6 separate regions of the Mus musculus genome follow, and all the other regions are linked to region 6. A link is a contact called in public HiChIP or PLAC-seq, Micro-C and promoter capture Hi-C data. All regions are on one chromosome and are shown on one strand. The core of a region is the stretch at or near the end of the contact, and the rest is flanking DNA. Distances in the headings are between cores, read along the strand shown. Region 1 holds the start of 9430038I01Rik (RIKEN cDNA 9430038I01 gene). Region 2 has its middle 190 kb from the start of 4930570E01Rik. Region 3 has its middle 83 kb from the start of Gm51411. Region 4 holds the start of Dpysl4 (dihydropyrimidinase-like 4). Region 5 holds the start of Glrx3 (glutaredoxin 3). Region 6 holds the start of Tcerg1l (transcription elongation regulator 1-like).

Region 1 (4,198 bases), core at 1,315-3,814, 990 kb after region 6:
CCTACAAATACCCACTGCTGTACCCAGTTCATGGGCTAAGGATGTGGGGAAATGGTTCTGGAGTTAGCTCAAGCATTTTTTAAAGAAAAAAGAGCAGTCTCAAAATGGAGCTGCTCAGCCGGGCGTGGTGGCACACGCCTTTAATCCTAGCACTTGGGAGGCAGAGGCAGGCGGATTTCTGAGTTCGAGGCCAGCCTGGTCTACAGAGTGAGTTCCAGGACAGCCAGGGCTACACATAGAAACCCTGTCTCGAAAAACCTAAAAAAAAAAAAAAAAAATTGGAGCTGCTCCTGAAACAGTCCAGGATTCCAGACACTTAAGTAACTTATCTGTAGATCCGACCCTCTGAGAGATCAGCAGAAAGTCAAACTGCAGTGAGCTGACAAGATTTACAGCCTACAGGAAAGGGATCTTGATCAACTTGGTATTCTCTCATGCTGTTTTTCTTATTTTTTTTATAGAAAGATATATTTTAACTCCAAATTTTTGAGGGGCATGTATGTGAGTGCCAGCCCAAGATGTTGAATCCCCTGGAGTTTTAGGCAATTGTGAGTCAGATGGCATAGGTTGGGGAAACTGAACACATGCACTCTGCAAGAGCAATAGATGCTGGTAATCAATAAACCATCTCTCCAGGCCATGGTTTTTGTTTGTTTATTTTGTTTTGAAACAATGTCTTTCTACGTAACCCTGGTTGGCTAGAACTCTCTATGCAGACCAAGCTGGCCTGGAACTCACAGAGATCTGCCTGTCTCTGCATCCCAAATGCTGGAATTAAAGGTGTACACCAACAAACCAAGCCCTGTTTTGTTCTGTTTTAAAGATTTATTTATGTTTATTTATACAAGTACACTGCAGCTGTCTTTAGACACACACCAGAAGAGTGCATTGGACTCCATTACAGATGGTTGTGAGCTACCATGTGGTTGCTGGGAATTGAACTCAGTTCCTCTATAAGAGCAGTCAGTGCTCTTAACTGCTGAGCCATATCTCCAGGCCCCTGTTTTGTTTTTAAGACAGTTTCTAGTAGCCCAGACTAACCTCCACCTCACTATGATGATGACTTTTGAATTTCTTTTTTTTAAAGATTTATTTATTTATTTTATGTATATGAGTACATGTACAGCTGGCTGTGAGCCTCCATATGGTGGTTGGGAATTGAATTTTTAGGACCTCTGCTTGCTCTGGTTGCCCCACTTGCTCAGGTCAACTCTGCTTGCTCAGTCCCTGCTTGCTCTGGCCCAAAGATTTATTCATTTTATTAAGTACCACTGTAGCTGTCTTCAGACGCACCAGAAGAGGGTGTCGGCTCTCATTATGAGATCTCATTTTGGGTAGTTGTGAGCCACCATGTGGTTGCTGGGATTTGAACTCAGGACCTTTGGAAGAACAGTCAGTGCTCTTACCCGCTGAGCCATTTCACAAGCCTCTGACTTTTGAATTTCTGATCCTCCTTCCTCCATCTACCTTCCTGTCTTTAAGACCCTGTTTGGTTCCTCTAGACAACACCCAGTTAACACACTAGGGAAGCACTCCAACACCAAGACACACTGCCAAGCCTTTTAAAAAATTCAATAGATTCATAATTCCAAAGATACACCAGGTAGGAAGGGTGTGTGACACGAGATTGCGACAATCCATCTCGTGTTAAACTTCACTTCCCACTAGCATTGCCACTAGCTGTCCTCGTGATGTGAAGGCTGCCATCGTCCCAGGAAGCTAACACTACACTGGAACTGGAAAAGGGGATCTTACGGTCTCTGCTCCAAGCAGCTTCTCTACTTCCCACTGGTTCAAACCAGTTCACAGGCCCACTGCTAGACAATCACTGCCAAAGAACTGGCTCTAATTTAATTCGTCAATAAAGCATGGGGGTCTGGGAGCTTTGGTAGAGAACAGTTCAGAACTTTGCGGTGGGCCCTGGAGGGAGGGAGGAGAGGGAGAGCCTATTCAAGCTGCAGCAGGAACCCTGGCATAGCTTCTGAGAAGTCAAGTGTGTAGTTTTCCGTAAAGCCAGGCCGAGAGCCACTCCGTATCCCCGACGCCTGTGGCTGTCCCTGCCCCAGGTCACGGTGTTCCTGTGTATGCTCTCGACCCGCCAGCAAAATCACAGCAGGACTCTGCCCACTAGGCCAGGTTGAGAATTCGAGTTCTCTTGTACCATAGAGCAAAACTGATAGCTGTCAGACTGCAACTCCCAAAGACAACGCCCAGCGCAGCCTCAGGCGTGCCGATTGGTCCGTGGATCTACTTATCAGGACTCAGTAACCAATCACAAGGAAGGAGAGGAGGGCGTGCCTCCCGCGGACCAAGGGTTGCCGAAGGGTGGCAAATCCTAAACAAACGCCCTTTGGGACTGACTTTGTGAACCGAGAATCGACAAGCCACTCACGGCTTGGGCTTGCGAGGCATCGACCTGTGGCTGCTGGAAGAATTACCCGCACTTCAGGCCGTAGGAGATTCGGGTTTCGGCTACTCCTGCCTGCAGCCCCTCTGCGAGGGCAGTCAGTGGAGTCTAGGCTACGCCCCACGCCTCCTCATTGGCTTCTCCAGACACGTGGTCGAGTGGTTCCCGCCTCCGAGTGGCCTGAGAGGCGGTACGTGAAGCCGCATGGACAGCCTGGCGTCGGGCCGCTGGAGACGGCGGAGGACGGAGGAGCTGCCAGCGGCAGGGGACGCGGTAAGCTCCGGGCAGGGCGTGGGCAGAGGGAGGTGGCGTCCTAGCTGGCGCGCGGGCGCCCGGGGCGAGGTCCTTCCGGATGACCGGCGGGCTGGACGTCGTAAGCCTGCTGCCGAGGCGGGGCCAGGGGCGGGGCCTGGGTGGAGCTAGGCAGAGGACAGTCCCGCCCCTCCCGCTGCGCTTGCGCAAAGATGAGGAGCTATGTGCTCCCTTGACTTAAGCTGTAGTATTCTGAGTGTTATGGAGTTCATGGATCACAACTTGCGCCACAAGTCCGCTCTGGCGATCTATCCTCATAAACAAACTGAAAGAGCCAAGTTAAAATTGGAAAGCGGGAAAAGATTTAAAACACCTAGTCGAAGAGGAACAAAGCGATTGAGGAAATCACTCCTAGTCTGACTCAGGAGTCCCGAAGTGAGACTAAAATTGAAATAGAGAGCCAAGAATATCTAAGAAGTCCGTGTCAAAAGTATAGTCTGAGCCGGGAGTGGTGGCGCACGCCTTTAATCCCAGCACTCGGGAGGCAGAGGCAGGCGGATTTCTGAGTTCGAGGCCAACCTGGTCTACAAAGTGAGTTCCAGGTCATCCAGGGCTACACAGAGAAACCCTGTCTCGAAAAACCAAAAAAAAAAAAAAAAAAAAAAAAAGTATAGTCTGGCTAGCATTGTCTAGGCTTCAGTGTCCTTTTTTTTGGGGGGGGGGGGGGCGGGGAGTGTCTTTCTCCGTGTAGCCCTGGCTGTCTTGGAATTCACTCTGTAGACCAGCCTGGCCTCAAACTCAGAAATTCACCTGCTTCTGCCTCCCAAGTGCTGGGATTAAAGGCGTGAGCCACCACTCCCACACCTTCAGTGTCATCTTGTGAAGGGGTCTGACAGAACTGTGTGAAATCTTTCTTTGAGACAAGTTACCCCCCCCCCCTCGAAGCCGCCGCTCTGGGACGCTGGCGTGAGATTCCTGGAGAAATTACCATTTCTTTGGAATCCATTGTTTGAATAGTCTGATAGTTGGTTAAGAGACAGGTCTCTGTAGACCGGTTCCATATCTGCCAAGCCTATAAATGGAGCACTATGAAAGCCCAGGTGCTTAGTCTGTAGAAGACACCTAACTTCCTGCCCCAAACCTGGGGAGAAGGCAAGGGGAAGTTAAGCATTCCTTTAAGGGAAGGTGGAAGTCTTTGGGTAGGCTAAGCTGGCTGTGCCAAGTGCTGCCCAGGAGCTGAGCCTGCAAGGCATCTGACATTGCAACAACCTCTAGAGTTCTCACTAGGTACCTGCACAGTTGAGTTACAAAAAAAAAATTACCAATAAAACAAAACAAAAGAACCCTCAATTGTTGCAGGATATTTGATCACACTCTTCAACCCTCAGATTCTGTTATTTACTGGGAAAACAGCCCTAGCACACACCTTTAAATGCAAACGTTTTTAGCTTGACTGTTGTAAACAGGATAAAACAAAGTCAGCCATGGTCAATAGGCAGAACAAGCAACAGGTGACAGGAAGTGAACATAGAAGTATTA
Region 2 (3,930 bases), core at 1,191-3,690, 560 kb after region 6:
AACTGAAGCTCCTTTCTCTGTGATAACTCCAGCTGTGTCAAGTTGACACAAAACTAGCCAGTACACCAGGTCAGAGTCCATCCTGGCCTAGGAACAAGCCAGTCTTGTCCCTTGAGCTTCAGGGGAAGAGGCAGAGAAAGAAAGAAGCTCAAGTGTGAACAGATCCTGGACGTAGACAGAGCAAAGGAGCTCACAAGGCCAAGGCTGAGAAAATCTGGATCTTCAGAAACTCTTGGGGAGGCAGTGAGAACCTCAGTGTCTGTCCTAGCTAGGGTTTTATTGCTGTGAGCAGACACCATGACCAAGGCACTCTTATAAAGGACAACATTTCATTGGAACTGGCTTACAGTTTCAGAGGTTCAGTCCATTATCGTCATGGCAGGAAGCATGGCAGCGTGCAGGCAGACATGGTGATGGCAGAGTCAAGAGTTCTACATCTTAATCCAAAGGCAGCCAGGATCTTCTACAGACAGCCAGGAGGAGGCTCTCATTACACACTGTGCAGAGCCTGAGCATAGGAACTTCAAAGCCCACTACCAGAGTGACACACTTCCTTCAACAAAACCACACATACAGCAATAAGGCCACACATCCAAAGAGTGTGGCTCCCTGGGCCACACATATTCAAACCACCCGAGTATCACAAAAGAGTTCCCTAGAAAAGTTCCAACTCCACCAAACTACCACACATCCCCAGAATGCAGGACAACCATCTTAAAATCATTTGAGAGACCAAGGGCTCTTAGGTGAAGTCTCTTGTGGACACATGGAGATGTCAGCCAACATATGCCCATCACCAAGGAAGCCTTGGTGGGTAAAGAATCAAGATCTCGAGGCCACCAGGCTTCTTACAAGACGGTTAAGTTATGTTGAAAGCATCAAGCACATACAGCCCACCAGGGGCAGCAGCATCCTCAGAACCTACACAGCTCTGATCTCTGCAGTAAGAAAGATACAGATACAGATACAGATACAGATACAGATACAGATACAGATACAGATACAGATACAGATACAGATACAGATACAGATACAGATACAGATACAGATACAGATACAGATACAGATACAGATCTCCAGGATTAAAAAGAAAGAGGGACCTCCCAGGGTCACATGTGGGTTAGGAAACTCTTCTAACCAGGTCAGCACATTTTCTGTAGATTAGGGTCTTGCCAAGAGAGTTGCTATGAGCTTCACTTATATAATCTTGTGGACACTGCTATGTAATGTTTAGGGCTGAGCCCTGGCAGCCATCAGCCTCTTCAAGAAAACCAGTGGCTCCCAGTGCATCAGGAAATGGCAGTTTCTCGCCGATTAAGAGAACGCCAGCTGAGCTGTGGTGGCGTTAATCATAGCAGCTGGGAAGCAGAGGCAGGTGAATCTCTGAGTTTGAGACCAGCCTAGTCTACAGAGAAAGTTGTAGGAGAGCCAGAGCTAAACAAAGAAACCCTGCTTCAAAAAAATGGAGCGAGAGAAAAAGAGAGAAGGGGAGGAAGGAAGAGAGAGAGAGAGAGAGAGAGAGAGAGAGAGAGAGAGAGAGAACATCAGCCCAGAGTGTGCCCTCTGAAGAAGGCCATATAAGACTTAAGCATCACAGTGCCAACAGAATCTGGGTATCCCATAGCTAACAACACAAATATCACTGCTGTCTAGAGGTAATACCATACTGTGCCATCCATACTGTGCCCAGTAAAAAACGTGAATGAGCATGCAGTTGCACACATACTTGCCTGTGTCTGCAAATTCAGGTATCCATATATATATGGATACCTGAATATATAATGTATGTCTTATAAATATATGTGTAATACAGAATTGCATGTAATATGCATATTTATATGTATACCTTGGATTTATGAATATGACACACAAATACATTTAAACCTGCTTATGTAAATGCACAAGATACAGGGGTGTCCTGTATTTATGTGTCCACAATATATACAAAGGTGCATGCCATCTGATTCCCCTTAGGCACATTCTAAACTACTTATCTCTCCATCCCAAACTCCTCATGACACAGGAAAGAACTTGATAGAGTTGCCAAAAGCCCCTCCAGGTTCCTGAACTACGGGAAAAGGAATGGAGAGGCACTTTCCAGCTATGGAACTGGCAGGGAACAGTTGACAGAATTTTTGCCTCTCCCAGATTTATGGTGCTTTAATGAGAAAACCAGCAGCAGAGAGGGTCATTATCCCCTTTTACAGCCAGAGGAAGGGCTCACTGTGGCTTAAGTTCATCCAAACAAACTGATAGGAGCAATTTACATGGTGACTCCAGCACCGGGCTTTGTAAATCCCCTCTTTCAGTCTGGGTCGATTCGGAGAAAAATCTACATTTGGTGTTATTTTTTCCCTAGATGATAAATGATCTTATACTGTCCTTGACCCCCTCTAATAGCCCTGAAGAATAGGAGACATCACAGTGTGTGATTCAGCAGCCTGCTCCTGGACCGTCAGCGTGGACCACAACCGCCCCCTGCAGCAGTGACTCAGCCTCATAAATATTTAACATTTCAGCTGTTTTCCTTAAAACAAAAATTGACCCTTATTCAAAGTAATCTACAAATGATCAGTGCTTGCCCTGTTTCAGGAAATCTCTGTCTGGCTTATCCGCACCATTATTAAACATTTATATATTTTATTCACGTCTCTCGTTGTTAGGCCTGACTTACGGGTTTCTGCATTTAGCTCTGTGCTAGAGAAATGTTTTCCCTTTGAAACAGCATTATCGGTGAATTAAACTAGTTCCAAGAATGGTGTCCTGCCCCTTTAAGATTCCTTCTCCAAAGGGTCTTTTCAAGGAAGCAAAAGTCATTTAGGGAAATGTACTTGACCTTTCTTGACCTCCCTTGACCTCATTTGCAGAGTTCTACATCCCAGAGTCTGCTTCACTAACCACGCCCTAGTGATGCTGTGTTGCTCCCTTGTTTGTGTTTGTTTGTTTGTTTGTTTTGCATTTACTTCTTAATGTAATTAGCAGCATTGTATCAGACCTTTTTCCCCTCTTTTCTGCTAATACCCAAGCAAGGAGAGATCCTCAGAGGGACAGGGGTAAGCTGATGTAAGGGCTGCCAGGGAGGGGTGGGGTTGGAGAGGGGCTGGGGGTGGAGCTCAGCCCTGGGCATTGGGACCAGGTCATCCTCCCAAAGCAGCTGTAGTCTGTCCATCCTATAGAGTGCTCAGCCATTCACCTTCTGAGATGGAGAAGCTTACTCCCAAGACAGTAGGTTTGGCCTGACCCACTCAAGGTGGCTTCTCACCCCTCCTTGTCCCTTATGTGGATCCTGCACAGTGAGTCTCTGTGGAATTCCTTACGAAGCCTTCTAGCTGTACTATTGTAAAATGAGTACCACAGGGGCATAGCTTCATGCAGCGGCCCATGGTCAGTACCCCAGCCCAGACACTGCCTGGATGCCCTTTGAGTCACAGCTCTGTCCCACTCTCCCCTCCCCTCCCTTCCCTTTCCCCTTTCTCCCCTCCCCTCCCCTCCCCTCCTCTCCCATACCCCTCCCTCCCTTGAAGGTTAGCATTGTCTTGGTGTTAAAGTCCCAGTTCACATTAATGCGATCATCCTCCATCAGTCTTCCTGCCTGACTTTGATGAACCAGTCTGCCTCCATCTTAGACTTGAGAGCCACCTTGTAGTAAAGACAGCTCAGCTCCTTGTTGCTTAGGATTAAACCTCTGTTTCTCAAGGTTTGGGCTATGCTGCACCTGTAACCTTGACGAGAAATGGTTCTGTCCTGCCTGTTCCAGGAAGCAGCAACCCGGTCTCTGTTTCAAAAAGTTAATCACCAACTTGCAACCATGCCTTACTTTAAAAGGGTTTTTATGACTAACTTGTTATGCTTATGATCTGCTCCTGTAACCACGCCCACCAACCCCCCCAGCCTGCTTTGGAAACCCCCACCCCTAAGTTATAAAAGCTT
Region 3 (3,788 bases), core at 1,012-3,511, 830 kb after region 6:
GCATGTACACATGCAGTAGGTATATTCACTTAAGGTGCACAGTCACCATGAGAGACCAGTTACTTCTTCCCCTTGAGTAGTTTGCCCTTGCTTCATGCTGCAGTCCAGCCCTGAATGGCAACTGCTAGGGGTCATGGTGAAGGCTTATTCTGACACTCTCCCAGTGAGAGCTACACTCTGAATTCTAAGCCAGTTCCTGTGAAATGCTTTCCTTTAAAAGAGTTGCTATGGTCATGGTGTCTCTTCATAGCACTAGAAACCCAAACTAAGACACCTTGGCTAGTAGACAGTGTTTGTCCCCATGTGCTCCATATATCCCCACCTGTTCTTCCTTCTGTGTGATTCTCTTCTTAGGAGGATACTCATCTCTAAGCACAGTCACACTCTGAGGTGCCAAAGTTAGAAGGTATACACCTGAATTCTCAGAAGACACAATTCAACCCCAAACAGAGAACGCCTGCAGTCTCAGAGATTAAGTCACACCATCGTGACTGACATAAAGCCACTTAGAGAAATGGGGGTGTACATGTTTGCCCCAGTGTGTGCTTTTGTAGATCTCCTGAACCATTTTGTTTATAAGCAATGATATCTTTGAGTCAGAGATGTCACTCAGCCTGATGACAGGAAGTGGGTCTGATGAGGTGGGCTTTCTGTTCTGCCCTGAGGGGACAGTCAGAGGGAGGCCAAGATGCAGCTGCCACCACAAACCTATTTGGTGTCCTCCCCACTTCATTGATATAGTGAAGTATTATGAAGTCTCTTCATCTCCTACTTGGCTTCATGGGGGTTATTTTGGCGTTTTGATGGGTACCGGTGACCATGGCCTCTTTGGCCATCATTGAACACTGTAGACATTGGGGGAAGCCAGGCAATGTCTGGATTTCTGTCTTTCAGCCCTATATCCAGTTTTGGAGCCTCTATCCCCTTACCTAAGGGCTATTTCTGACACCAGGGCATACTTTGTGGTTCTGAGTTCTGCTTCCTCCCTCGGGGTGATCAGGGTAAGAGGATGGAGTGGAGCCTCGGGTAGGAGAAGGTCTTCTCCAAGGATTTCAGTGCTACAGCTCTTATGGGTGATATTCAGTGAAACAGCTCTCTTAGACAATATCTGGTGAAAGCTTGGATTCGTTATTCAGTGTGAACAAGGGCTATATAAACCTTGGAGAGTGGGAAGAGGTTCTTTTTTGGGGTGAATGTTCATTGGCTGAGGCTTAAGGTACTGGGAATACCTCATTTGCATGGAGAGGAACTCCAGGTGCTTGTTAGGCAGGGCCTTCCCCTCCAGGGGAAAGGGAGTTGAACCTATGATTTCACCAAGGACTATGCGACATTCCTCAGGTAGAGGATGTGGGGTCAGACTCCTCAGATAAGGTCAAGTGGAGAAGAAGAAGCCCCACTGAAAAAAGAGGTCCTCCATTTTGTACCAACCTTGGTCATGGTAGACTGAGTCTTTAATAGCTGTGTTTCCCAACAATCCTTGATCTCATTCATCTCCCTAGGGAATTCTTCTGCTACTAACTAACTAAACAACACAAGGACCCACATTCCTTTGTCTCCGGGTATGTGGCTTTAGACTCTATACTTTCTGTGGGATGTCAGAGCTTCCCATTAAGCATTGTTGTCTGCAATTAACTACTAGTGACGCTGTATTATTTTATCTAATCCCAGCTCACTGTCCTGCTGTCTCCTCCCCTCTCAGCAAGTACTTCTTGGAATCATATTCCTGGCACAAGCTCAGCACTCAAGTATTTGTCTTAAGGTTTCCTTCTAGGGACCCCAGATGAGGATTAGATGGCTCCACCACCTTTTAAAAGGATCTGGTACCTGTTCAAAATGATTTATCTTTCTAATGCTGTGATTGACCCTCCCCCACCCCCACCCCATCCCAAAACTCCTTCCAGGATACCGTATCCCTACTCCATAAGCTTTGAGGAGTGCTGAACCAACATCTAAAATACCACTATCTGGGAAGTACTCTGGGCCTGGAGACCTCTTGTGGTCTTTTGCCTGAGAGGCTAATGTCTGTGGCTGTCTGTGGCCACACAAACCAGGTTCTTGAAAGGTAGGCTGGGGCTATATGGAGAATTGACGGCAAGAGAAATAATGAGACCAAGACAAAATTTTCTGATCAAGGCCCAATGTTTACTTAAGAGTCTGAGCTTATAAAGGGGGAAGGCCCATCCCCCACAACACCAGGCTTTTGATGCTTTGTCGCCAGCCTTCCAGCACTTGGTCCAGGGTGTTGCTTATCTCAGGAAGAAAGGTTTCAGCCTCTCAGCAGGTAGTGGCTGCTTGGAGAAGAGCACAGGTGGCAGAACAATAGACCTATCTAGGTCAGAAGACTCCACCCTAGTTGGTCTTGTTCACAGTGGCAGAACAGGTCTGAGCCAGCCTGCTCAAGGCTGAGGGAGGCTACAAATGTCTATGGAGCTGTACATGAAGTAACATGGGGCCAGAAGGCAGGATGACATGCATATGTGAATCTTCTTATTATTTAAAGAAGATGTTGGTGTACTTGACCCTGTGAGAGTTCATATCCCAACTGTGGCATGACTCTGGGTCCATTGCCATGTGGAAGAGAGGAAATGCATGTAGCTCCTAGGACAGATGTGTGACCTCTGGAGGTCATGGCCAGTTGAGATGGAAGGATTGTGGTCCTGAGTATGTTTTCAGTAGATGTCTGATGCCTTGAGGTACCCTGGAAATTCTCAGAGACCAGGTGACTCTGGCCTCAGGATAATGAGAATAGGACACCTATGCGCGTCTCATATCTCAATTACCCCTGTCTATCAGAACACCAGAGGGCTGGGCTTGCCATTGCCTCTCTTTTTCCTGAGGAAAGTACCAGGAAAAGCACTTCCTTCCAGGGGAGGTTCTTTTTCAAATGACCAATTGATGTCACGGGGGAAAAGCAGGTCAAAGGTAGACTTCTGCTCCTTCCTGGTCCCCGGCTCTGCTGTTGATCTAACAGGAGTCTTCGGAGTCTCCTCTATTTTCACTTCAGTTCCCAGTAAAGGGATTTACAAAATATGCCTTTCAAAGGCCCATAAATCTAGGACTTTTCATTAAGTGGATCTGTATGTCTATGTGTTCCGCCCTCTTTCTCCTCAAAAAGCTACTAGGGTTGGAGAGAGGCCTGGCTTTGAGTCATTGTCTTAGTTTTCCTTCAGTTGCTATGAGAAAACACTCAAGCCAAAACAACTTAATGGAAGATTTATTCTGGCTTACAGTTCCAGAGGATCATGTCCATCATGTCGGGAAAGACAGAAGTGTAAGCTCAACTGGTCACACTGCAGCAGCAGTCAGGAAGTAGAGAGAGAAAAGAAAGTGGAACCTGCCTATAAATCCGGAAGGCCCACCTCCATTGAGCTACTTCCTCCAGTTAAGACTCCACTTCCTAAGGGGCTCACAAATTCCACACACAACACCATGAGCAAGAGACTGTGTGTTCAAACACACAAGTCTCTGGGGGGCATTGCATTTTCAAGCCACAGTCGTCCAAGTCGTCTGTTTTCTTGCTAGTGACAAAGCTTGTACAAAAATACACAAATGCAATTAGGTAAATGTTAGAAGCAGAATGAGAAGTAAATCCACAAAGCTTCTTAAAAGCTGCCCATCAACATACTACTGAAAGCTACTAAAAGATAAAAGGGCAAAGCACAAGTAACAATGATGGTGACATTTGGCGCCACCTCCTTCCTGGGCCATCTAAAGCTGAAGTCATCTGCATGGGGCATGTTGGATTCCTCTGAAGTCAGAGATCCTTGTCTTCCCTAAGACTCAGAATG
Region 4 (3,921 bases), core at 14-2,513, 690 kb before region 6:
ATCTAGATGAATGGGAATTCCAGTGAGCCCTCTCTCTTTTCATGAACACTGCTTGACTAGGCAGGAGACTGCTACCTCCATCTCTACTCACTGCCAGCTAGCTGGTGGGACTTTTCCCTCAGGCCTGGACCCCTAGGAACAGTAGGCAGCCAAAAGGCAGGAACTACTTTTGGTTCCTCTAATAGGAGAAGAGGACTCCCCGTAGAAGGCTAGGGAGCTGACCTCTCCAACAGCCTGATTAGACTCCAGAGCTCTTATGATGAGAACAAGTCTAGAGCTTTTTAAAGACCTCCCGGAGCCCGCGACCTGGTCCAGCTGATCCCAGCTCCCTTTCCCTTCCCCCGAGGCTTCCAGCAGCCCCATTGGGAAGGCTTTGTTTCCTGGCCGGCAGGGTGGACACACTGACCTCTCACTTTCTGCGTGTCTGTATTGAGGAGGTCTGTTCTGAAAGGGGGCTCTGTAGGGATGTTGGTTTCAGTGGTCAGTTAGTACTCACCTCTCCGTGGAGTCTCCGAACCCGGCTTCGTGCAGGGGCTCGGGGCCTCCAGGGACATCAGATCTACTAGCCAGGGCTAAATCGCTTTGTCTCGGACAAAGCGCTAGAGACACGAAAGCGGCGCGCCCAGGGGGTAGACGGCCACGGGCTGCTCTGGGAGCAGCTTCGGACGTCCGAGTGCCTTGAGGCCCCGGGGCCAACAAAGGCTGTGTCCGCCGGGCGTCCTGGAGACAGAGCTCCAGGCAATGTCCACTTGAACCCCATCCGCCACACGCTAGACCCAGCAGGAGGCCGGCCACCTATGCTCCGGCTAGCAGGCCGCTCGCGTACCCGGCCTCTCCAAGCGGATCACCGGATTCCGGAGAGCTGGCGGGGCCGCGGGCCTGTGCGCCGACTGCGCAAAGGGTTCCGCGCGGCCTGGAGAGCTCTCTCCGCTGCTGGCGGCGCGCGAAGGAGAGGGCAGAAAAGGTGGCGCTGGGCTGGGGACTGGAGCAGGTGTGGGACTCACGGACAGGGCCGGGAGGGTCGTCCGTTGAGCGTGCAAGCCAAGCCACTCCCGCCGTGGGCAAGGGGCGCAGACGCAGCGAGGGCGGGGGCCCGACTCACCGTTATCCGGGGAATGCTCTTCTTGCCTTGGAAGGACATCCTGATACACGGGCGGGCTGAGTGTCCTCGGTAGGGGCTGCGCGGGCGTGGACGTACCGACGAGGACACGCGCGGAGCTTAGGAAGTCCGAGTGTGAGCTAGCCCGGCTCTGGGCTCCGATTAGCTTATTTGCATCCAGGCCCCGCCCACCGACCGTCATTTGCATCCGGGCCCCTCCCCCTTGCTCCCGTTTGTGCTGGTTTGCTTGGAAATCTTTCCCTTTTCCTTTTCTTTTCCTTCCCTCTCTCCCTCCCTTCCCCAAGAGCATCCTGGAGGCCACAGGCTGGGACCACTGCACCCCGGTCCACCTGTGCGGAGTAGAGAAGGATGACTTACGACCTGTCAGGACCATCACTTATGAAGTTTGCAATCAGGGAATGACAGGAGAAGAGTTACCTGGCCAGCCTGGCCGCACCTAGCCTTGTTCTGTGGTGGCCCGAGGCATCCTAGGCTCCAGGGTTCAAAACTAATTCTCACATCTAGGTGGAGGAGCCAAAATCTAGCCTAGCATCTCTAGCAGAATCCATACATATTCAAGGAATGGTTCCGGGTTGGAGCGCAATCCCCTAGCCTGGTGTGACCGCGGGACTAGGGAGTGGTGATGCCTAGGCCAAACTGTTCCTTGGCAGGTCACACCAGTCTAAGGTAGGAGGTGGGTAGTCATTGAAGTGGCAGAGAGAAACAACCAAGACAAAGATGAAAGGGCTGGACTGGACACTGCCAGGGAAGACCGAAGAGGAGACTCTGTAGAGAAATCCAGGTGGGACCAGGACCGATAGCTAGCCAAGCTTCCTGCCCCAAACCTGAGTCCTACTTCCTTTACCTGCTGAGGCCTGCAGACTGGGGCCACATTGGGCAGGCCCCAGGGACAGGTTGCGTTGGCTGGATCATCTCTGCCTGGCTCTTTGGGGGCCCTGTGGTTCCTGGTGTAGCTCACCAACCTGAGGACTTCTTCAGGCTGTCGGGTGGTGCATCCATCGATAGCTCTTATTTTCCAAGACATCCTCCGCACAGCAGAAGAAAACACCAAGCTTAAGCCCAGCCAGAGGCTTCACAGACATGCAGGGTAGGGCCGGCTATCACAGTGGGAGTAGGATATTTGCAGCCAGGTGACCCCAACCCCTAGCATGAGGCCTGCATGTGGAATGGGGCAGTGCTGCAACCTCTTGGGCCCCCTCGGAGCCCACATAAGCCTTTCTGTACTGATGCTGTCCATAAACAGAGGGTGCTGAAAGCGTTGGGCCAGGCCAGAGGCACCAACTGTCCTGAAGAACCCTGGCGACTTGCCCTCAGGACACAACTTCCACCCCACTCCCAGAAGGCAGGGCAAGAGCTGTGAAGCTGGTGTCTACTCCAAGTGCTGTGGCAGCATCCATGCTGGACCATGATGCATCCATGCTGGACCATGATGCATCCATGCTGGACCATGATGCATCCATGCTGGACCATGATGCATCCATGCTGGACCATGATGTAAGAAGAGGGTCTAAGGACCAGCAAGGACAGCCTATTCTAAAGCCGAGGTTAAGGATTTGGAACAAGCCAGAGGTGTTCTCAGACACACCCCTTAACCCCACAGGACATTAATTGTTGTCATTGTGGAGTCTACAGTGATGGATGGATTTTAAACAAAAGACCCCCACCTTCACATTGTCCACCCAGCCAGTCCTTTAGAACACATTCCTGGACAATGAGTTGCTGTGACACTCTACAGGGGTCATGGGCCTGGCAGTGAGTCTAGACTATACCACCTTTCTTCCCACCTGCCCTGGACACCCCCTCCCCCAAGGCACCTGTAAAATTTCAGCTCCTCATCAGAATGGGAGCTTCTACAATGGATATAGCCAACTGTTCTTATTAAGGTGCCAAAGGGTTGGTTTTTTTTTTTTTCCTTTCCTAAGCTACTTGAATTTGATGAAGTCACTGAAATAGAGCTTACTGGTAGCCATCTTCAGCTAGCGACTGCCAGCGTCTTTTGACTGAAGGGGCTGTCCTTCCAATGACTTTAAGTGTCTGTGGATGAGGCTGCAGATAAGGTGTGGGCTTCCCTCCCCAGTGGGCATGAGGTCCAAATACTGAAGGCAGGGAAGGCTAAGACAGATAATAAATTCACACTTTAATAACACTCAAGGAGACACCTTGAGCTAGGATTTAAAACAAGTTTTATTAAAACTGTACAATAATTTACAAATAAGTAAAAATTCTCTGGTATATATTATAGGAACCACAATACAAAAATATGTGTAAAATTTATAATTGACCACGATACAAACCTAGTTTAAGCCTGGGAATACTGTTTAGCACGGAACGGAAAGGTTGAGTGTTGAGAGGGGCTGTGTTGAGGATCGCTTCATCGAACACAAATACTGCCTGGCACTTTGCCACAAGAAGCCAAGTTCTGCTCCTTTTTGCATAAGTTTACAGTAAAGCTTTTTTAAGAAAAGATAACAATAAATATATGCTTTGATACATATACTCACAATGTGATTTTCCTGAGCCTAAACTTAGATCCATGACTGTGTTTTAACACACAACCCACCTTAAAGGGTTCGATGGTGGAGTGATGGCCAGAGCTGATCGATCAGTGTGCCTCAGAGCCACTCTCCACCCTCCCTCCTGACTTCCAGTCGGTGTTCACAAGCTGCATAAGGCACTCAGGTTTCCTGAAGGCTACAGAGTCTGCAAGGGCAAAGATGTCCATCACAGCCTTCAGCAACAGGACGCTAGACCAGAGAAACAAAGTAGACACCACACGGCTGTTCACAAAGGACTCTGCAGTT
Region 5 (4,172 bases), core at 742-3,241, 960 kb after region 6:
GGTGGACAGCTGCTTGCAGGCGATACAGCAATACACATAAAATGATGAAAAAATAATAATAAAACAAAAAAGTAGACTTCAACCCACACCAACCCTGAAAAGCCTTGACATGGAAATGGCTGCACCCACAAGTGCTATTTAGTATTCTTTTTTTTTTTTTAAAGATTTATTTATTTATTATAAATACACTGTACACTGTAGCTGTCTTCAGACACTCCAGAAGAGGGCATCAGGTCTCATTATGGGTGGTTGTGAGCCACCATGTGGTTGCTGGGATTTGAACTTCGGACCTTTGGAAGAGCAGTCGGGTGCTCTTACCCACTGAGCCATCTCGCCAGCCCGTATTTAGTATTCTTGATGGCTTCCTATCCTTCCCCAGGTGTCACTCCCCAGGTGTCACACAGCATTTCCCATGACCCATTCTGAACAGTCACTGCAGACGGGAACACTGTCTCCCGAGTCATCTCAGGCAGACACCAGTGACAAGAATACATGCAGATGGGTTTGCGGTTTGTTGCTGTTCTTGTCTTGCCCCCCACCCCCCTTGAGAGGAAAGAAATGTTTGTTTCCTGATTTTTTACAATAGGGTCTCCTTATATACCTCTGGCTAGCCTGAAACTCACTATGAAGATCAAACTGACCTTGAACTTGCAGAATAAATGGCATGCTAACTTTTACCCACTAAGGCCTGTTTAACACATGAAACATAAAGACAAACTAAGCATGTGAAACACACACACATAAAAGAATCTTCTCAGACGATTTAAGTTCAAGCTTTTCAGGACATGTCCACACAAGCCCTCATCACTTCAGGAGGCCATCTCTGACGTCCTCCGAAACGCCTGGTAAACGACCTGGCTGGATCCATCAGAAGTCAGCTTCTACTTAATGTTACTCTCATTCTCCCTTTTTCTTTTCTTTGGGGGGAAAAAAATTTAAAATCAAGTAAACCTGAAATGCGAAAGGGTTGGAAAGGACTGGTTTTGTTGTTGATGAAGATGAGTTGTTGTTTTCGGTGCTAGAAGTTGAACTCAGGGTTTCTTGTGTATTAAGCACTAGCTACACTGCCAGCCTCTGAATGAGCTATTGTAATTCTCCTCCATACTGTATGGAGTAGCAGATGTCAGCCAGTCAATCTGCCACCTGCCCACTCTGCTCAGTGAGGATACCAAGGCCCCCACATTAGTGGAGAGAGCTTCCGGTACGCCAACCACAAAACAGAGCTTTAACAGAACCGGTCCATTCACCCGGGAGGAAGCCGAAGGGGAGGTTAGGAAACTTGCCCCAGGATTACAAGCACATAAGGGGCTAAGGAGAGGTTGGGGATCCCCGGCAGTGGGCCCTGAAACCCCTCCCTCACCACTCTGCATGCAGATCAAGGCAGGGCAGCATCCTAGAGCGCCGAGGTCCTGGTTTCCCACGCATCCCCAGGGCTGGCCTCAGGAAGGCTTGGCCAAAGGCGAGGCGCGCGCACCCGGCCGCCGCAGACCCTCCCTTAGCCGGCTGGTGGTTCAGGAAAGCCCGGGACCCTAGCTGGGCCTGCAGGCTGGTCGCCAGCCAAGGCTTCCTTCAGGAGGCGCCACATGCGGGTCTCCGGAGGGCAGGTCCATTGTGCACGCGGGCCGCCGCGGGCCGCTTCCCTAGGAGGGGCTACCGCCGCGGCCCAAGTAGGGCCGCCGTTGGACCACGAGCTCAGCTCCGGACGTGCCGCGTTGGGAAGCCGCCCCCAAGTCCCGTGACCCCCCGGCCCGCCGCCCTCTGGTCCCCGGGCCCTCTCGCCGCCCCCGCGTACTTGGTTTTGAGGCGCAGTAGCTCTTCAAACTGCTGGGCAGAGCCGACTTCCACCACTGCCACGGCTGCCTCGCCTGCCTCGGCCGCCCCCGCCGCCATGCTGTCTCCGCCAGACACCAGCAGTCGAGCGCCGGAGGCTCGATAGGGCCGGACGGACACGCGAGGAGGCTGCGCACGGGGAAGCCACGCCCGCTGAGATCGGGGGCCCACCCCTGACACACTATGCCACGCCCTCCGGCACTGAAGGTCACGCCCTCGGACTGGGAGAACTGGGAGGCTCTGGGTTGGGCTAGCGGAGCCTCCTTGCTTTGTATTGGTGTGCTAACTAGCTAGATGCCTTGGCCCCTGGCTGTTGTAGCTCTGGAGCTCAGAAACCTGTAATAGGAAGGGATGTAAGTATGTGTGTATTGTAAATTAGAGTGAAGTCAGAATAGAACATTGGCAAGCTGAAATCTCACATGAAGCTGCATAAAGATGAACTAGGAAGTCTTAAGACTAAAAAAACAATAGTGTCTGAGCACAACCCTGATAGTCCTTGTACCTCAGTCCTGGAGGAAACTCGAACTCTTCTAGAGGTGCCCTCAGAACCCCATAATCAACCTTCAGTACAACTCTGTGACACCTGTTAGCCGTTGCAGCCTTGACACAAGACCTAAATGGCTCGCCCCATTGCCTCTAAGAACCGTTAGGCTCCTTTTTAGAGTTCCTGCACCTTCCCACCCAGGCCCAGCCTCCATGACCCTCTTACTAGAAGCTTCCCTGTACGGGCAGTGACTCGCCAGTGGTATCTTCTCCACACTCTTTCCCATGCTAAGGCAGGAAGTTCCTTAAGTTTGAGTCCAGCCTGGGCTCTACAGTGAGTTCCAGGCCAGCCTGAGTAACAGTAACAGATTACAGATTGAAATATTTTCGATCGATTGGGAATTAAATATGTCCTTTTACCTCTGCTCACTGAGCCATTTTAAAGAACACAGGAGAGTTGCTTGCGGTGGCCACTCCTGTATCCTATTGGCAGCCCTGCTCCTATGATTACAAAAGCCCTGGAAGCTGTGTCACACACATCTTGAGAAACACCCCTACTAAAAATGTGGATCACAGTGCTCCAAATGCAACAGGACAAATTGTTCTGCTTCTTGGCTGGGGGGGGGGGGGGCAGAACCCCAAACTTAGGACTGTAAGAAAATAAACATACGCCAATACCAATAAAGCCATAGAAACCTCAGAAAGACATCAGGGTCACACGCGGACATTAACATCCTGATTATAGTATTGTATTACAGGTTTGCAAGGTGCGATGGGTTGTATATGCTCAGCCCAGGGAGTGGCACTATTAGAAGGTGTGGCCCTATTGGAGTAGGTGTGTCACTGTGGGTGTGTGCTTTAAGGCCCTCATCCTAGCTCCCTGGAAGCCAGTCTCCTCCTGGCTGCCTTTGGAACAAGTGGTGGAACTCTCAGCTCCTCCAGCCCCACATCTGCCTGGATGCTGCTATGCTCCCACCTTGGTGATAATGGACTGAACCTCTGAACCTGTAAGCCAGCCCCAATTAAATGTTGTCCTTTATAAGAATTGACTTGGTCGGGGCTGGAGAGATGGCTCGGCGGTTAAGAGCACTGACCGCTCTTCCAAAGGTCCTGAGTTCAAATCCTAGCAACCACATGGTGGCTCACAACCATCCTTAATGAGATCTGATGCCCTCTTCTGGTGTGTCTGAAGACAGCTACAGTGTACTTACATATAATAAATAAATAAATAAATCTTTAAAAAAAAAAAGAATTGACTTGGTCATGGTGTCTGTTCACAGCAGTAAAACCCTAACTAAGACACAAGGTTTTATCATTGGGAGACAGTACACACATTATCTCTGTCTCGACACACACATCCTTTATATTTTGAAACAAGTTTTCATGTAGGCCGTGACGGCCTAGAGTTGATTATGAAGCCAAGACTGGCCTTGAACTCACGACCTGCTTGCTTCTACCTCCAAAATGTTGGACTTATATGTATGTACCACCTAGTTGATAATAAACTTACCTACTATGTGTACCTAGTTGGTAATAAATGTATTATTGTTTTTATTGAAATACATTCTTAAGTGGCACAAGCTGACCTCCAATTTGCTGTGTAGCTGAAGTTTGTCGTGCTCTCCTGATCCCCCTGCCTCCACCATCCAAGTCCTGGGCTTACAGGCATGTGCTTCCAGACCCAGCATTTTTCTTTTTCATATTAAGTATATATGAATCTACATCTTTGAATAAAGAGTTGACTGAAAACAAAGACTGTAGAGAACTCTTTGGAGGTAAAATGCAAGAGAAAAGAGGGCCTGGCTTTAGTATGAAACCTTGCCTTCATAAAAGAATAAGAAATAAAATAAAGACTGGAT
Region 6 (4,013 bases), core at 853-3,352:
TTTTTTTTTTCCTTTTTTCTGTTACTCAGACTCCAGCACAGAGCATGATGTAGAAAAGTGACTCCAATATTGAGATCCTTGGATAGTGTTGAGCCTCTGACAGTTGACAGAAAAAGAGGAGTGTGACCATTGGAGGCTCTTTGAGCCTGCTCTCTCTTTTGAGTCAGGAAGTGCCCAAGGTGTCAAGGCCTTTGAACACCAGCCCAGACAGGAACTTAACCTTTAGCCAAGTTGCCTAGCAGAGGCCTTGAGTGAGAACCGGTGTAGAAGCCCCCCAGGATGGTAAGTACCCACAGATTTGGGGTGACTCCCTTCCTTCACTCCAGGAGCTAGAGGTGCTGCAGGCCTAAAACTTTGCTTTGCTGAGAGTACACACAACCCAGACAAGGCCACTGGGAATCTTCTATGCCCCCAGGTCACACCATGAAGGAATGAATGGACCCTGTTCTACTTCTCTAAGAATACAGCTTTGCACGCGCAAGCTCTCGAGGGGGGATGGGGGGAATTAGTCTACCTAGCAACTGGCACAACATCCCAGTTTGAGTGGGAGCCTAGAGAGCAAGATGGCCACATAACATCACCTGTGTACATACAGAAGTGCAGCCTCCAGTGGATGATACCACTGCTCCAATCTGCGAAGCTTTGGGGCTTTACATGGGAAATAATCTTGTCAGTACTTTGGCATCCAAGAAAGGGAAAACCTCACAAATTGTAAGTGGTTTGGGTGGAGAGAAGTAGCGATGTGCCAGCTATGTAAATCAGCATATGTTGAGACAAAAAGAAATTGTGACAGGTCAGGAGGAAGTTAGAAAGGTAGGCAAACCAGGAAAACGAGGAAGCAACCCTACCTAGAAACTGATTGGAGCCAAGTGGGTGCTTCTATTTCTACCAGGAGGGGCTGCGAACGGGGTGAAGGGTGGTGAGTATGTGCCTGACCTAGGTGTGTCTTTGGATGTAGCTGTGCGGACTGCACTTTCCCGCCGTCAGGCAGGCTTCATTGGCAAGCTCCTGCTTGGTACCAGAAGTTGGATGCCTAGGGTTTCAGGTTCTTTAGCACGTGACAGTCTGTGCCCTGCCGCCGGCACAAACTGTCTAGGACTGGACTGGGGCTGGAAGCCGTTACCAGTTGATGTCAGAGGATCTGATGGAGAAGACCTGGCATTGGACCAGTCTACCCAGTGTTCTGCGCAAGCTAGGTCAGCACAGGGGCTGGGACCAGCGCCGCCTGGCGGAAACTGCTTGTGATCAGAGCGAAGCCTGGCTCCGCCGGCTTAGAGAAAGGAAGCTCCGCGTGGAACGAGTGGAGCAAGAGATTCTTTGACCCAGACACTTCTTGCGGCACAGCAGCTTATGGCGAGGCATGAAGGAACTCAGTCCTGTGCCCGGAGGGATTAAAAACAAGTTCACCGAGGCCAAGCCCTCTAGAAGAAGTCACTTGTGTTGTGCCTTGCATCAGAGAGAGGGTAGAGGTTGGGAGTCTGTGGGTTAAAGCAGAGGCAAAGGAGGGCGCTGAAGCCAGCAGATAGCCAGAAAGGACTTTAGACCCAGTACTAAAAATTCGGGTTTCCTGGCACAGTGAACCTCTAGAGACTTGGGAAAATATTTTGCATATTTATCCAAGAGAGAAATCGACCCATGCCTAGAAGGGTCCGGGACTCAGCTGGCGTCAACGTCTGCAGTCTAGTATTCCCTCTGGGCCCTGGGCCCTAGACTCACTTTAAATCAGGTAGATCACGCCGGGGCCGCCAGCTCCGCGAGTGGCGGGACCTGCCCGGTTCCAGCGCAGCCACCTCGGCTTCAGCTTGCCATTAGGATCGCAAGCGGGGTCTGGAGCCCCTGGACCCTCCGTGCGCACCGTCAGCTAGAGCAATTGGCCACCAGTAGCGACAACGGAGTGGGCTAGGGATCACAGTAGAAAAAAAATCAGCCGGCTGGGTTGGGAGCACCCCATCGTGCCGCGCTGTGTCCCCGCCTCGGGGGTCCGGATCTGTGGGCGGGGACTGGGGCCCCGCCAGGCCCGGGGCTGGCGCGGGCAGGAGGAGGGGCTCCAGAGCGGGCCAGGGGCGGAGCGAGCGGCCGCGTCGCGCAACCAAGTGAGTTCGCTCCGAAGCCCGCGCCGCCGCCGGCCCGCACCTCGGGCGCCCGCCGCCCCCGCCGCCGCCCGCGCGGGGGTGTAGGATGCTGGCGGGCGCCAGGCTCCAGCGGCGGCGGCGGCAGCTACAGCAGCCCCAGCAGCCCCGGTGGCGGCAGCCTCTCCCGTGGCCGATGAATGCAGACCCACCGCCACCGCCCTGGGTTTGGATGGTCCCCGGCACCGCCGGGCTGCTCCGGCTTGGCGCCGGGGTCGCGCCCCCGCCGGTGCTGTTGGCCTCGGCGCAGCCTGCCTCCGCCCCGTTGCTCCCGCGGCTGCCGGGCTGGCCAGCCCCGGGAGAGCCCCTGCTGCCCCTGCTGCCGCTGTCCTCTGCGCCAGACCACGCCGCCGTGCACCATTATCCCCTGCTCCACGGACAGGTAACGGCTCCAGCCCTGATCCCACCCAGGCTCGGTATTGCGGGTCCCTTCCTATCCTGGGGCTGCCCTGACCCTCGGGTTGGCTCTTCTCCGTTCCTGGGTTGTCCTGGGTTCTCCATACCATCAGGACGCAGCCGCGCATTCATACATTGGCAAGAAAGTTCATGCTTCGACGTCCGGTTTTGCTTTGGCAGTCTTTTTTTTTTTCCCCAATATTTTCCCCTGGCTCTCATTAGACCGCCCTAGATCCCGCATCCCTGGCTGAAGCCAAACAGCCTGGACCCAACTTTCCCCGGCGCCGGGCGCTGTCCAGAACGCGGTCCTGAAGTCGCTGCCTCCAAGCAGAGCGCTGCAGCCAACAACCGTGGCTGCCATCGCCTCGAAGTTAATACTTTTACAGTCTCCACCAGACTTGAAAGCAAGCTGCAGATCAATAGCTATTTCTGATTCTGATCTGGTCCCCCTACTCCTTCACATAGATTCAGGGCAGTGCTTAAGAGAATTCCAGCCACGGAAGGCAGCCTGGAAATCCTGCCATGAAAGCGTCTTGTGTGGGGAATTCCTCTCCTGCCCTCTGAATTCCCTCAAGCCAGATCCTACTTTAGAAGAGTTTGGCATGCAGAGACTGGAACAGCAAAGAAAAGTGACTGCACCTTTGATTGATGGTGTCGTGGTGCAACCTTTCTCCTGGCTTCGGCCAAATTCCTCGTTCACTATCTGTGCGAGTGAGTTTGAATGCAGGAATAGCTTGCATTTCACGCCGAAACGGATACCATTAGCACATTCAAATGAGCATTTTGTCACAATATACCTTTTCATTATTTTAGCCCGGTACCACCTTGTGACTTTTTTTTACAAGACGTCATGAAACTCCCCGTAAGCTATTCCTTAGACTTAACGATGCAGATACATGCTGTACTGGGCATCCTATCTTGATGTGTGATACACATAGTAGTCAGCTTTATTGGATAAGCTCTGCTAGCTTTTGCCATGTTTAGGAGGGTTGCCATTTCAGAGTGTTACCACTAGAGGTACATAATGTCAAGAAATCCCCCAAAAACACCCTGTATAAATAATTTTTTTAAAAAAAATTTCAGAAAAAAAATCTTAGCATTAGTCTTTTGAATATTGCTGCTATTCACTATCCAAATAAGGATAGGGAGAATCAGAAAGCTATTTTTACATATAACAAACAAACAAACAAAAAATGTGACTTTGAAACAGTAGCCACTGAGTGTTCCCCCACCTCAGCATTACTGGGGTGGTTTAGTGGGTGACCCATACTTGGTTGTGTGCCCTTCCTGTGCTGGCTGTATTATTTTCTGCACTGAGATCTTCCACCAATTTTCTTTTCTCTAGAATCTGTTTTAACGAACCTTCAAAAAGTTACAATCTTAACTCCTTAAAATAGTTTCAAAATGACAAATGAAATGATGCAAAGTAGCACACTGAAGGAGATGCCAGAGATACAGCTCTGTGCTCTCCATGACTGGAGGCTGAGA

The links. Promoter capture Hi-C pulls out the DNA fragments that hold promoters and counts their contacts. Hi-C and Micro-C count contacts between places; a contact is called where the count stands out from the background. HiChIP or PLAC-seq counts read pairs in DNA pulled down with a chosen protein or histone mark.
Region 1: a Micro-C map of embryonic stem cells shows a contact between it and region 6, with 8 times the contacts expected there. The contact joins the promoter of 9430038I01Rik here to the promoter of Tcerg1l in region 6. A contact is called at or near these places in 1 of 39 promoter capture datasets (embryonic stem cells), 2 of 484 Hi-C or Micro-C datasets (embryonic stem cells and forebrain) and 2 of 115 datasets of contacts at active chromatin or transcription factors (bone marrow-derived macrophages and embryonic forebrain).
Region 2: an H3K4me3 HiChIP or PLAC-seq map of stem cell-derived neural progenitor cells shows a contact between it and region 6, with 4 times the contacts expected there. The contact joins the enhancer-like site here to the promoter of Tcerg1l in region 6. A contact is called at or near these places in 8 of 39 promoter capture datasets (3T3-L1-derived adipocytes, the C10 cell line, the HPC-7 cell line and 5 more), 1 of 484 Hi-C or Micro-C datasets (cerebellar granule neurons), 10 of 115 datasets of contacts at active chromatin or transcription factors (VIP interneurons, astrocytes, embryonic basal ganglia and 6 more) and 1 of 9 other capture datasets (embryonic stem cells).
Region 3: a contact with region 6 is called in an H3K27ac HiChIP or PLAC-seq map of embryonic stem cells, with 5 times the contacts expected there. The contact joins the enhancer-like site here to the promoter of Tcerg1l in region 6. A contact is called at or near these places in 7 of 39 promoter capture datasets (the 3T3-L1 cell line, 3T3-L1-derived adipocytes, cranial neural crest and 4 more) and 9 of 115 datasets of contacts at active chromatin or transcription factors (embryonic basal ganglia, embryonic forebrain, embryonic hindbrain and 5 more).
Region 4: a contact with region 6 is called in a promoter capture Hi-C map of liver, with 3 times the contacts expected there. The contact joins the promoter of Dpysl4 here to the promoter of Tcerg1l in region 6. A contact is called at or near these places in 2 of 39 promoter capture datasets (the C10 cell line and liver) and 1 of 484 Hi-C or Micro-C datasets (embryonic stem cells).
Region 5: an H3K4me3 HiChIP or PLAC-seq map of neural tube shows a contact between it and region 6, with 5 times the contacts expected there. The contact joins the promoter of Glrx3 here to the promoter of Tcerg1l in region 6. A contact is called at or near these places in 4 of 115 datasets of contacts at active chromatin or transcription factors (astrocytes, embryonic stem cells and neural tube).

Annotation. Positions count from the first base shown.
Region 1 is chr7:137,409,122-137,413,319 of GRCm38.p6, reverse strand. It overlaps 9430038I01Rik (RIKEN cDNA 9430038I01 gene), which reads left to right and starts at 2,564. Exons shown (of 4, transcript NM_029886.2): 1 at 2,564-2,680. The coding sequence starts at 2,612.
Region 2 is chr7:137,840,156-137,844,085 of GRCm38.p6, reverse strand. No RefSeq gene overlaps it. Among named protein-coding and RNA genes, the nearest start is that of 4930570E01Rik, 190 kb to the right of the region's middle. Within about 2 kb of position 2,440, at least 5 of the 459 cell types and tissues checked have an H3K27ac peak or open chromatin away from gene starts, as enhancers often do. A contact at or near this core is called in stem cell-derived neural progenitor cells, where this site is marked.
Region 3 is chr7:137,568,869-137,572,656 of GRCm38.p6, reverse strand. No RefSeq gene overlaps it. Among named protein-coding and RNA genes, the nearest start is that of Gm51411, 83 kb to the left of the region's middle. Within about 2 kb of position 2,261, at least 10 of the 459 cell types and tissues checked have an H3K27ac peak or open chromatin away from gene starts, as enhancers often do. A contact at or near this core is called in embryonic stem cells, where this site is marked.
Region 4 is chr7:139,083,343-139,087,263 of GRCm38.p6, reverse strand. It overlaps Dpysl4 (dihydropyrimidinase-like 4), which reads right to left and starts at 1,263. Exons shown (of 14, transcript NM_011993.4): 1 at 1,103-1,263. The coding sequence starts at 1,141. Jakmip3 (janus kinase and microtubule interacting protein 3) reads right to left here. Exons shown (of 20, transcript NM_028708.2): 20 at 3,288-3,921.
Region 5 is chr7:137,435,392-137,439,563 of GRCm38.p6, reverse strand. It overlaps Glrx3 (glutaredoxin 3), which reads right to left and starts at 1,991. Exons shown (of 11, transcript NM_023140.5): 1 at 1,793-1,991. The coding sequence starts at 1,890.
Region 6 is chr7:138,395,819-138,399,831 of GRCm38.p6, reverse strand. It overlaps Tcerg1l (transcription elongation regulator 1-like), which reads left to right and starts at 2,102. Exons shown (of 12, transcript NM_183289.3): 1 at 2,102-2,511. The coding sequence starts at 2,179.